3 separate regions of the Mus musculus genome follow, and regions 2 and 3 are each linked to region 1. The links are chromatin contacts, called in public ChIA-PET and Hi-C maps. All regions are on one chromosome and are shown on one strand. Each heading gives the region's core, a stretch centred on a gene start, on an enhancer-like site or on the middle of the called end of the contact. The rest is flanking DNA. Distances are from core to core; before and after follow the strand shown. Region 1 overlaps Rexo5 (RNA exonuclease 5). Region 2 overlaps Gm5737 (predicted gene 5737). Region 3 overlaps Mosmo (modulator of smoothened).

Evidence for each region. Hi-C and Micro-C count contacts between places; a contact is called where the count stands out from the background. ChIA-PET counts read pairs in DNA pulled down with a chosen protein or histone mark.
Region 2: a contact with region 1 is called in an RNA polymerase II ChIA-PET map of memory CD8 T cells, with 4 times the contacts expected there. The contact joins two enhancer-like sites. A contact is called at or near these places in 1 of 15 datasets of contacts at CTCF or cohesin (large pre-B cells), 10 of 484 Hi-C or Micro-C datasets (the AtT-20 cell line, CD4 T cells, CD8 T cells and 7 more) and 6 of 115 datasets of contacts at active chromatin or transcription factors (astrocytes, embryonic stem cells, large pre-B cells and 3 more).
Region 3: a contact with region 1 is called in a Hi-C map of CD8 T cells, with 2.9 times the contacts expected there. The contact joins two enhancer-like sites. A contact is called at or near these places in 7 of 39 promoter capture datasets (HPC-7-derived erythroid cells, cranial neural crest, embryonic stem cells and 4 more), 1 of 484 Hi-C or Micro-C datasets (CD8 T cells) and 1 of 115 datasets of contacts at active chromatin or transcription factors (memory CD8 T cells).

Annotation. Positions count from the first base shown.
Region 1 is chr7:119,834,153-119,838,194 of GRCm38.p6, reverse strand. It overlaps Rexo5 (RNA exonuclease 5), which reads right to left. Exons shown (of 20, transcript NM_001370778.1): 15 at 3,794-3,931. Among named protein-coding and RNA genes, the nearest start is that of Rexo5, 42 kb to the right of the region's middle. Within about 2 kb of position 1,989, at least 52 of the 459 cell types and tissues checked have an H3K27ac peak or open chromatin away from gene starts, as enhancers often do. A contact at or near this core is called in CD8 T cells, the G1E-ER4 cell line and memory CD8 T cells, where this site is marked.
Region 2 is chr7:120,829,116-120,833,157 of GRCm38.p6, reverse strand. It overlaps Gm5737 (predicted gene 5737), which reads right to left. Exons shown (of 12, transcript NM_001370881.1): 12 at 1,334-2,219. The coding sequence ends at 1,965. Among named protein-coding and RNA genes, the nearest start is that of n-TLtag1, 4.4 kb to the left of the region's middle. Within about 2 kb of position 1,842, at least 193 of the 459 cell types and tissues checked have an H3K27ac peak or open chromatin away from gene starts, as enhancers often do. A contact at or near this core is called in CD8 T cells, the G1E-ER4 cell line and memory CD8 T cells, where this site is marked.
Region 3 is chr7:120,697,814-120,701,855 of GRCm38.p6, reverse strand. The region is part of intron 1 of Mosmo (modulator of smoothened); the gene reads right to left. Among named protein-coding and RNA genes, the nearest start is that of Gm51495, 7.9 kb to the right of the region's middle. Within about 2 kb of position 1,960, at least 36 of the 459 cell types and tissues checked have an H3K27ac peak or open chromatin away from gene starts, as enhancers often do. A contact at or near this core is called in CD8 T cells and memory CD8 T cells, where this site is marked.

The sequences.
Region 1 (4,042 bases), core at 740-3,239:
TACACACCTTCAGCAAAGTGTCTGGATACAAAGTTAACTAAAAAAAAATTAGTAGCCTTCCTTTATACAAAAGATAAACAGGCTGCAAATGAAACTAGGAAAACACCATACTTCATAATAGCAACAAATAATATATCTTGGTGTAACTCTAAGCAAGCAAGTGAAAGACCTGTATGACAAGAACTTCAAGTCTCTGAAGAAACTGAAGAAGATATCAGAACATAGAAAAATCTCTTATGCTCATAGGTGGGTAGGATTAACAGTAAAATGGCCATCCTTCCAAAAGCAATCTACAGATGCAACACAATTCCCATCAAAATTCCAATATAATTCTGTACAGACCTTGAAAGAACAATACTCAACTTCATATGGAAAAACAAAAACCAACCCCCCCCCCCAGGATAGCTAACACAATCCTATGTAATAAAAGAACTCCTGGAGGTATCACTATTCCTAATCTCACATTGTACTACAGACTAGTAGTAATAAAAACTGCATTAAAACCAGACAGGCTGATAAATGGAATCAAGTCGAAGATCCAGAAATAAACCCATACACCTATGGACACTTGATTTTTGACAAAGAAGCCAAAACAACAGGAAAAAAAAGAAAGCATCTTCAACAAATGTTGCTCGTCTAGCTGGTGGTCTGCAAGTAGAAAAATGCAAATAGATCCAAATCTATCATTCTGCACAAAATTAAAGTCCAAGTGGATCAAAGACTTCAAGATAAAACGGATATACTAAATCTAATAGGAGAGAAAGTGGAAAAGAGCCTGAAATGGATTGGCATAGTGTGGGAAGCCGTTACAGAGTGGCAGTTAGAGTGGCAGTTACAGAGTGGCAGTTACAGAGTGGCAGTTGCAGAGTGGCAGTTGGCTACAGCTGGCCACCACACATACATAGCCAGTAAAGGTTCTTTTGCCAAGGTGAGGTTTTGAGAATTGACAAAAGTTAACCAATCAGATGAGAGACAAGTTAACCAATCAGATGAGAGACAAGTTAACCAATCAGATGAGAGACAAGTTAACCAATCAGATGAGAGAGAACGCCTGTCCTAGGCCTATAAAAGCAGCACCAGTTCTGGGCTCGAGGTCTTTTCGCCTCTACAATCAAGCTCTCCCAATAAACGTGTGCAGAAGGATCCTGTTGCAGCGTCGTTCTTCCTGGCCAGTCGAGCGCGCGCAAGAGCATAGGGGAAATTTTTTCTGAACAGAACACCAAAATGGGATCTCATGAAACTGAAAAGCTTCTGCAAGGCAAAGGACACTGACATAAGACAAAGAGCAGCTTACAGAATGGGAATAGATCTTCACCAACCCTACATCTAACAGAGGGTGATATCCAAATATATAAAGAACTCAAGGAATTAGACATTAACAAACCAAATAATCCAGTTAAAAAATGAGGTACAGAGCTAAACAGAGAGTTCTCTACAGAGGACTCTAATGGCTAGGAAACAGTTAAAGAAGTGTTCAATATCAAGGAAGTGAAAATCAAAAGGACTCTGAGATTCTTACACTTGTCAGTATGGCTAAGATCAAATACTCAAGTGACAGTTCATGTTGGTGAAGAAATAGACCAAGAGGAACACTCAGCCATTGCTTGTGGGAGAGCAAACTTGTACAATCACTCTGGAAATCAATTTGGTGGTTTCTTAGAAAACAGGAAATAGTTTTACCTCAAGACCCAGCTACACTACTCCTAGGCATATACTCAAAATATGCTCCACCATACCACAAGGACACTTGTTCAACTGTGTTCATAGTAGCTTTAACCATAATAGCCAGAAACTGGAAACAATAGATATCCCTCAACTAAAGAAAAAATAAAGAAATGTGGTACATTTACACAATGAAATATTACTCAGCTATTAAAAACAATGAAATCATGAAATTTGCAGGGAAATAGAACTAGAAGAGGTCTTCCTGAGTGACGTAACCCAGATAGAAAGATAAAGTATGTACTCACTCAAAGTAAGTACTCATTTCTAAACCATGCTACAAACCACAGAGCCAAAGAAGCTAAATAACAAGTGAGGCCCAAGGGCGGATGCTTGAATCTCACTGAGAAGGGGAAATAAAACAGACACTGGGGATCAACTGACGGAGAAAACTGGGTACGAGAAGGGGTAGGGAGGATAACAGGAGGGATCAAGTATTGAGAAGAAAGAGGGAGAGAGAATTGGCACCTCTGAGAGAAGCTAGAAAGCTAGGAAAACGGAAGCTCCCAGCAATCTCTGAGGGTAACCCCAGCTAAGACTCCTTAGCAATAGGAGATATGGACCCTGAACAGGTCATCTCCAAGACTTCCAAAGTAGGGATGGCAACACAAACCTATCCACAAAACTTTTGACCTGTAATTTTTCCTGCCTATAATATGTGCAGGGAGCAGAGATCAATGGAACAGCCAACCAATAACTGGCCAGAGATCAATGGAATGACCAACCAATAACTGGCCCAACTTGAGACCCATGCCATGGGAGAGAGCCAATCCCGGACACTGTTAATGATAGTCTGCTGTACTTGCAGAGAGGAATCTAGGGTAACTGTCATCTGAGAGGCCTCACCCAGCAGCTGATGGAAAGAGATGAAGAGAGCCACAGCTAAGCATTGGGCAGAACATGGGGAGTCTTTGGAAGAGAGGGAGGAAGGATTAAAGGAGCCAGAGAGGTCAAGAAACCACAGGAAAACCTACAGAATCAACTAACCTGGGCCCATAAGGACTCACTGAGCTTGAACCACTAAGCAGAGAACATGTATGGGATAGACATAGTTCCTCAGGGCCTTCTCTGACTCTGTTGCCTGCCTTTGGATCCCTTTCTCCTAACTGGGCTGCCTTGTCTAGCCTCAATAGAGGAAGATACACCTAGTCCTAGTACAACTTGATACACCAAGACAAGCTGATATCTATAGGAGGCCACCTCTTCTCTGAGGAGAAAGGGAAGAGAGCATGGGGTGGGGGAGAAGGAGAGACTGGGAGAAGAGGGAGAGGGAAGCTGTGATCAGGATATAAAGTAAATAAATAATAAAAAAAAAAAAACAGTATACAAAATTTACTCCAAGAGACTGGGAAATTAGAATAAGAAAAGTGCTGGCAGTGGTGGCACACACCTTTAATCCCAGCACTCGGGAGGCAGAGTTCTGAGAAACTTTCTGAGTTCGAGGCCAGCCCGGTCTACTGAGTGACTTCCAGGACAGCCAGGGCTACAGAGAAACCCTATCTCGTAAAACCAAAAAATAAATAAGTAAATAAATAAATAAAATAAGAAAAGCAGGCCTACAGTACCTTTAATATACTAAATAACTTTTTCTTTAAAAAAAAAGAAAAAAGAAAGAAAATTGAAGTTGGGTAGAGTGTGTGGTAGCGTACACCTATAATTCCAACTATTCAGGAGGATTGCATATTTTATACCAACATAGGCTGTGCAATGAGCCCCTCTGTCTAAAATAAAAAATGGTTAGAAATGTAGTGAGGTCACAATCAGGAGGCACAAAGGCTACATTCAAATAGCAGGGATTTTGTTGTTTTGCCTCCTGGAGTTCTGAGATTAAAGGCATGTGCTACCACGACTGGCTTCAGTAGACATATTTTCTTCTGGCCTACATGGCAGATTTCTCTTTAAGCAAAACAAAATAAAAATTATAAATAAACAAAAACATAAGCTCTAGAAAACCTGATTATTTATGAGTCACACAGAGCTGGGCACTCTCAAGCTCACTGTACTATTAGCTGCACAGCCCCCACAACCACCTGATTTTTCTAAGTCAAAACCCTTAATTTTCTCATCTTACCCTGTAAGTTTCAAGAACAAGAGTGATTGAGTGTACTGGGCCCAAGCTACTAAACACCTTCTTCAGAGCCCCGACGTTACAATCTTTGCTAAATGGCCCAGCATAGACAGTTGACATTTGTGTCCACTTGGTCTTCATCTATAGGACAAATAACAGAACAAAGAGGTAGCTGTGAAAAGGAACTGAAACCATAAGGCAAAGCATGTCTTACCTTTTCAAATGTCTAAAGTTCAGAGTTATTAAAAGTCT
Region 2 (4,042 bases), core at 593-3,092, 1.0 Mb before region 1:
CAGAGCAGAAGCCCTCACCTTCTGATATTTCAAGTTAGTGATGGCCTCCAATTCCTTATCTTTACATTGACGGTAACAAACCCTACTGTAAGTGTGGCTCTAATAATGGAATAAGGCTATACAAATGCAAGCTCCTGCCAGCGTTGGGCACTAAACAGATAGAAATGATTACCACTGGTCTTTAAAACAAAAACAAACAAAGAAACAAAGAACCAAGTAGACACTGGAGAGATGGCTCAGGGGTTAAGAGCACAAACTGCCATTCCAGAGGTCCTGAGTTCAATCAACTCCCAGCAACCACAGGGTGGTTCATAACCATCCTGTCATGTGGGATTCAATGCCCTCCTCTGGTGTGTCTGAAGACAGCTACAGTGTACTTATACAAATAAATAAGTCTTTTTAAAAAGTAGACACACGCACAAAATTCTAACTACTGTATTTTAAAACTCCTACACAGTTTTTCTAATTTGCCTGACCGGGACACGTGCTATGAGGAACACCACACCACCTATGAAGGTTGACTCATACCTTCTCTTTCCTCCACTGCAGCCTGGTAGTTACTTTGTTCTCTGCTAGGGTCCGTGGTGTTTATTCAGTTAACGCCACGTGCGTACCAGATGATAGATACCCGTGGATCTGCTTACACACTGTTATTTTTGGGATCCACAGTCCACATCACAATGGCAGGGAGGTACAGTCTCTGTTGAGAGCAGATCTGTGGACTCAAAGTCTTAAAGATGATGGTGAGGAGCACTACTCATCAAGAGATACAAATGATACTAAAATATGGAGGCTGGGAAGTGGCTCAGTGGGCAAAGTGCCTGTCACACAAGGATGGGGACTTGACTTCCATTTATAGTGCCCGCATAAAATGCTGGGTGAGGTGGCATATACTTGTAACCCCAGAGCTGAGAAGTCAGAGGCAGGTGGATCCCTAAGGCTTCTTGCCTACCCTACCCATTCCAAATTCTAAACTCTAAACCAGTCTGGAAAAATAAGGTAAGACAGCTTCAGGAATGACATCCTCTGATACCACATACAAATACACACAAACATAAAATATGATCAGCCAAACTCTTATTTTGTCTGTTATATTGGTACTTTTTAAATGAGACATTCAAATTTCTTTTTTTTTAAAGATTTGTTTATTTTATGTATATATGAGTACACTCTAGCTGTGCAGATGGTTGTGAGCCACCATGTAGTTGCTGGGATTTGAACTCAGGATATTTGGAAGAGTAGTCAGTGCTCTCAACCGCTGAACCGCTGAACCATCTCTCCAGCCCTCAAATTTCTTTTACAAACTTTTTTTCTCCATTGCGTCCTCTGGACCTGAAACGTTTTACTGTGCTTAGTCGGTTCCACTCGTTAAATGAGAACCAAAAGTTACTAAGTTGGGCTTGGGTATCCTTTCCCAGCTAGTCAACACATAGATAGGTGTCAGGATAAACTCAAAGAAGCCGTGGCAGGGAGAAGGTCCTTGAAGGAGGCAGAAGACAGGTCCAATTCCACAGACTCCACCAACCAGAACTCACGCATTTAGACCAACCGTGAAGGCAGGGCTAAGGCTTATCCCAACAGAAGCGACCTCACTGGGGTTTCAGCGTAGAGATGGAGGCAGAAAGGGGTGAAGTCAGATCAGGGAAGAATCTGGAAGAATAGGAAGGAGAGGGCTAGACTGGGTAGGACTGGAAATGGCTGGGAAGGGGAAGCAGGCTGAGGCTGGGACCTCATCAACCGCCTCGCCTAGCCTCGGGAAAAGAGTAACACACAGGATCAAGGAGCCAAGAGCCGGGAAACCCAAATGTGCAGACGAATAGAAGCCAAGAGAGCGAAGCAGAGGCGTGGCCAGGAATCGGGGCGGAGTCAAGAGGCAGGGGCGGGCCTAAACCGGGAGGTCAAGCCAGGTAGAAAGATAGCGAGCTACTACGTGGGCGAGGTCGTGGTCGTGGTCGTGGTCGGGCTCAGAGCCTTTCCACCACCGCCTGCAAAGGCTGCAGCCCTAGGAAGTACAGGGCCAGGCCGAGCAGGGCGAACAGTAGCAGCAGCATGAGCAGCAGCCGCAGGAGCGTCAGCACGATGCAACAGCGGGGCTGCGGGGTCGTGGCCTGCACATATCGCTCCACTGCGTCGGCGAAGCTGAACTTGTCCGGCGCATAACCAAGTTGAGTGCGGGCCTTGGCAATCTGGAAAGTGTGCGTCACGGCCACGCTGAGCACCTATGGGAGAGGCGGAGCAGCAGAGGGCTGGGCTAGTGGGAGAGCATCCTGTGCCTTGTTGACCAAAAGGATAAGGAAAGGGCAGACTGCCTTTCCGTCACACTGGGGTTTAAAGACCAGCTGCTGCGTCTGGTTCCTGATGCCTTCCTGAGGGGGAGGCTTCCTTTCTGAGATCTTTTTCTTGGAGGGCGCAGCCTCCTCGATGACCTTTCGGTATCTCACCCTCAGGCTCTGCTAAATTCTCACCCTGTTTCGTTCCTCTTTTCTCCTTCTTTTCCCAGCCTAGCGCCGTTCTAGACCCCTGGAGACCCTTAGATGCATCCTTGAATACCAGGGCAGACTGAAGGTTTCCACAGCCTGTAGTGGGGTGCGGTTCTCCAGATAAACATTTCCAAAGGAGGATGTCGGCTTCCTGTTGCCAGCTCCAGACCAATTGTAGTGGGCGGGGCCTCCAGAAGAACCTTCCTGTCCTCTCAGCTGGTTAACTAAGTGACTCTAAGGGAGGGATTCAATTACGAACAAGTGATTCCTCTTTAAGTCTGAGCTACATCCCCAGCTGCCGGTTGGCTGAGGACCACCTGCTTCCAAGGTGATAAATGACAACCATAGATGATAGAACTCCCACTGCACTTGCTGTGGGCCCTTTATACACTTCTGTCCTCGGTGATGGCACGATTTTCTCTTTGCATAATTGGAAATTGAAGAACAGAGCTTAAGTGACTTGCCTAGGGTCACATAGGAGATCCACTTTAGAAAGTGGCCATATTCTTGGTCATGCTGGGGTCTGGAGGTGCTCTCCTGCCTGGCTTGTTATTCTCCAGCTAGACATTGGTTATGTGGTTCTCTCATGGTGCAGACAGGGCTTTGGGGCTAAGCCCTGGTCTGAAGACCCCAGTGAGGGAAACAGACCAATTCTTGTCTGTTTTGCCCCAGATACTACGTTCAGGGCTTGGAGGAATGCAGGTTAGTAAATATTCTAAAGTCAACCAAGCTCCTCTTGCAGGGAGACATAGCTGTGAGGTAGGCAAGCAGGTCCTAGCACAGTGCTCACAGAGGTCCGGTTTAACTGTGACCTCAGGGCGTAGGTGGCTCTCCTGCATGCTGGAAAATTCCTCCTCATATCTCGGGGTAGCTCTTATCACCCAGTTGGATTGCCTGGTTTCTAGAACATTTTCCTCTTTGGATTGTGGACTTCCTGGGGTAAGCACCAAGTCTTTCTCACCTCTAGTGCTCAGTGAAGTGCCTGGCACATAGTAGGTGCTTAAGGAATGAAAGGTTTTTAAATGCTAAAGAGCTGATTGGTGTCTCACAGACTGGCCAGCAGACGGCAACTGACCTGTCGCCCCCAAACTGCCCCAGATCCTTTGCCCTAGAACCAACGAGTTAACCCGCAAACCCACACTTTAGACAAGAGGAAGTCAGGCATTAGCCAAGTCAATGCCTGACTACAGTTCCTCAGCACTCCTGACAGCTGTTTACCTTGTTGGTTTCTGGTGTTTTATAAGACAGTGGTGAGGCTTTAGGTCTGGGTTCAAATTCCACCAGTGCCCTGTAAGTGAGTGATCTTGTGTAGGTAGCTTCACGGTGTCTCTGATTTCCTCCTCTGAACAAGCACAGGGTAATAGTTTCCAGTGGTAGTGACTATCACATGACACCAAAGGACTGTCACTAGCCTCCATCAGTCTGGGGAAGATGTAGGCAGTGGCTTCCCGGAAATATTCTCCATGCCCTCTCTTCCTTTCAGCGTAAGGGGCCCTGAACTTAGCATCCTGAAGCCAATCCCCATGTGGCGTGATCTTAGACAAGCTTCCGGTTTTTCATCA
Region 3 (4,042 bases), core at 711-3,210, 860 kb before region 1:
TCTCTGGTCACTTTCCTCATTGTTTAGAAGGATGGCTAACTTTCCGGGATTAATGCTGTACTTTTCTGGACATTTCTGTTGTCCCATCTCTAAGACCACCACTTTTAGCTCCTGCAAGGCCCGGGCCCTCCGTCTTTCTGGACCCCAACTCCATTCCTTCCGCTTTAATGTCCTTTTGTGATTTTAAGCACACAACTCACCTACGATGTAGCCTCCTGATTTCCTTTATTCTTTTCTCATCCATTCATTCCCTCATTCATCACTCATTCAAATATTTAGTGTCTATCACTGTATTCTAAGTCTTGGCCATAAAAGCTATAAAAGATGAAGGCAGCTATTCCAACAGTAGGACGATAACAGGCCCTGGTCATCCAGTTTAGAAACCCTGGAGCCACTTTCACTGCTTATCTCAGTCTCCTCTAACTTGTCAAAATCATTTTGTTTGTTAATTTTCCTTATTTATTCCTTCTTCTCATTCCTGATGCAATGGTTTCTGTTCAAGTCACCACATTCTAATCCTGAAATTATTCAAGTAATTTCTTACCTATTCCTTTCCTTATTTCATCCACTTTTACACACATATGTACACCGAGTCACACACACATACACACATACACACACTGGATGCCTTCTATGTGCCAGGACCGTTCATGGATGCATGCAAGTGTGTCTTATTGTTAATGTGATTGTAGACACAAGGTGATGAAACCATGTACAACCTTATAATAAACAGAAATGAGTACAAATGTAATTGAGGAGCTCAGAATGGACTCTGTGGAATCAGGTATCAACTGGACATGATAGCTCACACCTGTAATTCTAGCACGTGGACGCTGAGGCAGGAGGATTACCAAGTGCCAGCTTGGGCTATTTAGTGAGTTCCAGGATAGCCTGAATACCCTATCTCAAAAAGTAAGTAAACAAAATTCACTGTCAATAGTGTTCCTAAGAGTATAGATTTTTACAAAAACGCTACTCAGGCTGAAATCCCTGCTCATCCCCTGTACAGCTAGGAAATCCCCGTCTCCTTTCCCCAACCTGGCCAGCACTGTGAAAACTCCCTTGTCTGCTTGAAGAAAACTCCGGGCTAACATGTCCCCGTTTCCGGTAACCCACCCAAGAGTGCCCGCCCAGGAGCTCAGATTTTGATCATGTATGGGCATAATCCCGGGTCCTAGTAGGAACTTCATCACACCTCACCTAAACTCTACAAAAACCCTTGCTTTAGCCTGGATGTGTGACTTCACTGAGCTCCACCTGTGAGACCAGTGAACCCATCTGAGAGCTGCCCCTAATAAACCTACCTTTCTCTACTTTTAATCTGATCTAATCTGGCCTATGTCTGTGTCGCTGAGAGAGAGAAAAAGCCTATCAGTTATCACTATGTCTGGTAGAGAAATGAGCCTGTTCAATCAAATAAACATTATACAAAACCCAACAACAAACCAAAACAAAAGGGACTTGGAAGACTGAGACAGGAGGATAATCAAAAGCTTGAGGCCAACCTGGGCTACATGGCAAGACCCTGTCACAAACAAACAAACAAACAAACACTCCAAATAAACCCACACTAGTATGTTTAATGGAGAGAGACTAAACATTTTCCTTCTCAGATAAAGAGTAAAACAAAAGATGTTTGTACTGTAAGTTCTAGCCAGAACAGTCAAGAAAGGAAATTAAATCCTTCAGAATACTACCAGAAGTAATAAATTCTGTAGGAAGTAAGGTCAACATACAAAAATACATTCTTGTATATTAGTAATTAATTTAATATGCCATAACTCAAGAAAGTAAATATACTGACTGTTATAAATGTTTTTATAATAGTAGCTCCTCCAAACCACAACACAACAACAAAACATGCAGGTGTAAACTTGACCAACTCAGTAGTAAGTTCTCACTTCTGTCAGGCGTGTGAGGCCGCGTCGTGCTGAACAAACCAAGTCAGCAGTTCTTAGAGTCATCAGAGAATTGGGGCTACAGGGCAAACCACTGATGACGCACTGTGTGTGTGTGTGTGTGTGTGTCTGTGTGTATGTGGCTATTTTATTGGGTTTTTATACTTCTACCCTTCCAACCCCCCAACACTAGGTAAGAAAGAAAGATAGAGGCAAAAGGGATGTAGACCTCTTTAGACTACTTCCTGCTGATTAGGGATGTCAGGTTCCCTGTGAACAACTCTGAGAGCTGGAAATTCTAAGAGGCGATCTGGGTGGGAGGAGCCACTTTCTGGAGGTTGTCTCTAGGAACCTTATTGGTTTCTAGCTCACAATAATGATCAAGAGGCTGCCTCATGCAGACAACTGGTAAAAGAGCAAACTATCTGTTTTGAAATAAGCCCAGAACATCTGTTCTTTAATAAAAAATGTGGCTGAAAAGAAACCATTTCACCAGAACCCAAGCAGACATCTCAAAAAAGAAAGTACTTTTCTCACCTTAACCAAATATCCAATCCTTCTGGCTTCCTGTCTCAGAGGAGAAAGAACCAAGAAGCCCCTGAAAGGGCCACAACCCAGAATGCAGACATTAAGACTGGACCTAATCCCAGGGCCACAGTGGTTTGCATTCATTGTACACCTTTCCGTCTCATCACAGGGCTCCTACAAGCTGCAACTCAGAGAACAGCAGGCCTCAGGCTTTACTTAAATCTCTAGCAGCTAAGGGAAGGCCGCTATTGCAGAGGATCAGAGTTTAGTTTGCAGCCTCCATGTCATGCAGCTCTCAATGGCAGCTCTGTTAACTGCAGCTCTGAGAATCAAACACCCTCTTCTGGCCACTCACACACACATGAGCACAAACACAGACACAGTTCAAAACAAACAAACAAAAGAGCTTTTAAAAAGCCTTTAAAACTTACCACAGAAATGGAGAAGAACAAAGTCTAAACATATGCGACTCATACTCAAACTATAGGAAACAAAAAAGAAACTGGCAGCTTCATACACTACTTACAGGCAAGTAAAAGAGTGATTGGAACCACAGTGAACAGCTAGCTGATCCAGAAACCCTCCACACTACTCAGCATCACTACTAGGTATATATGCATATAAAAACTCTGTCTACATGAAAATGTGTATGGATATGAATGTTCATATCAGGATTGTTTATGATGACCACAAATGGTGGAAACAACCCAAATATCCATTAACAACCAGGTGCCAGTTAGAGTGAGAAAAGTGTATCCCTGAGTAGCGACAAAAGGGATGGGACTTTGATGCACACTACCCACCATATGGATACTGCTTGAATGCTATGCAGAAATGCCAGTGATAAAAGACCACAGATTAGGATTCCATTTATACAAACCATGTAGGACAGGACAAGAGAAATAGAAAGTAGATTAAATAGCTCCCTAGAAGTAGGGCTGGGGTAGGTGGGGTGAGGGTACAAGGGCTTCTTTTTGAGATAATGACAATGCTCTATAACTGGTTACATCTAGATTGATGGTGGATGTCCAGCTGTGAACATACAAACTGGAGACCATCACACTAATCATTTAAGGTATGAATGTATCTCAGGGAATCTGCTTACACTAGACAACACTCCTCACAGTCCAGTCCCTGTTTCTTACTGCATGCCAGTCACCCGATGCCAGACTTCCTTCACACTGCAGTTCTCCAGCATCCAAGCTTCCAAGTTTTCTAAGTGAAAATGTGTGTGTTGGGGGCAGGGAAGGGGCACCTCTCTGAGGTCTGGCATCCAGATTTCTTCCTACTTGGGACAATCTTATATCCCTTCTTTCTTTGGCCAAGTCCTACACAATCTTTAGATATTGCCTTATTGATGCATTTATCATTTATGTAGCAGCCAGACATGGTGAAGCATATCTATAATCCAGTACTTGGGAGGCAGAGGCAGGAGGATCTCTGAGTTTGAGATCCTGGTCTACAGAGCAAGTACAAGGATAGTCAGGGCTATGTAGAGAAACCCTGTCTCAAAAAAACAAGCCAAGCCAAACTAAGCAAATAAAAAAAACACTTATGTAATAAAAACAAACGAGTCACAAACTTGGGGGGGGGATGCATGAAAGGGGTGGGAAGAG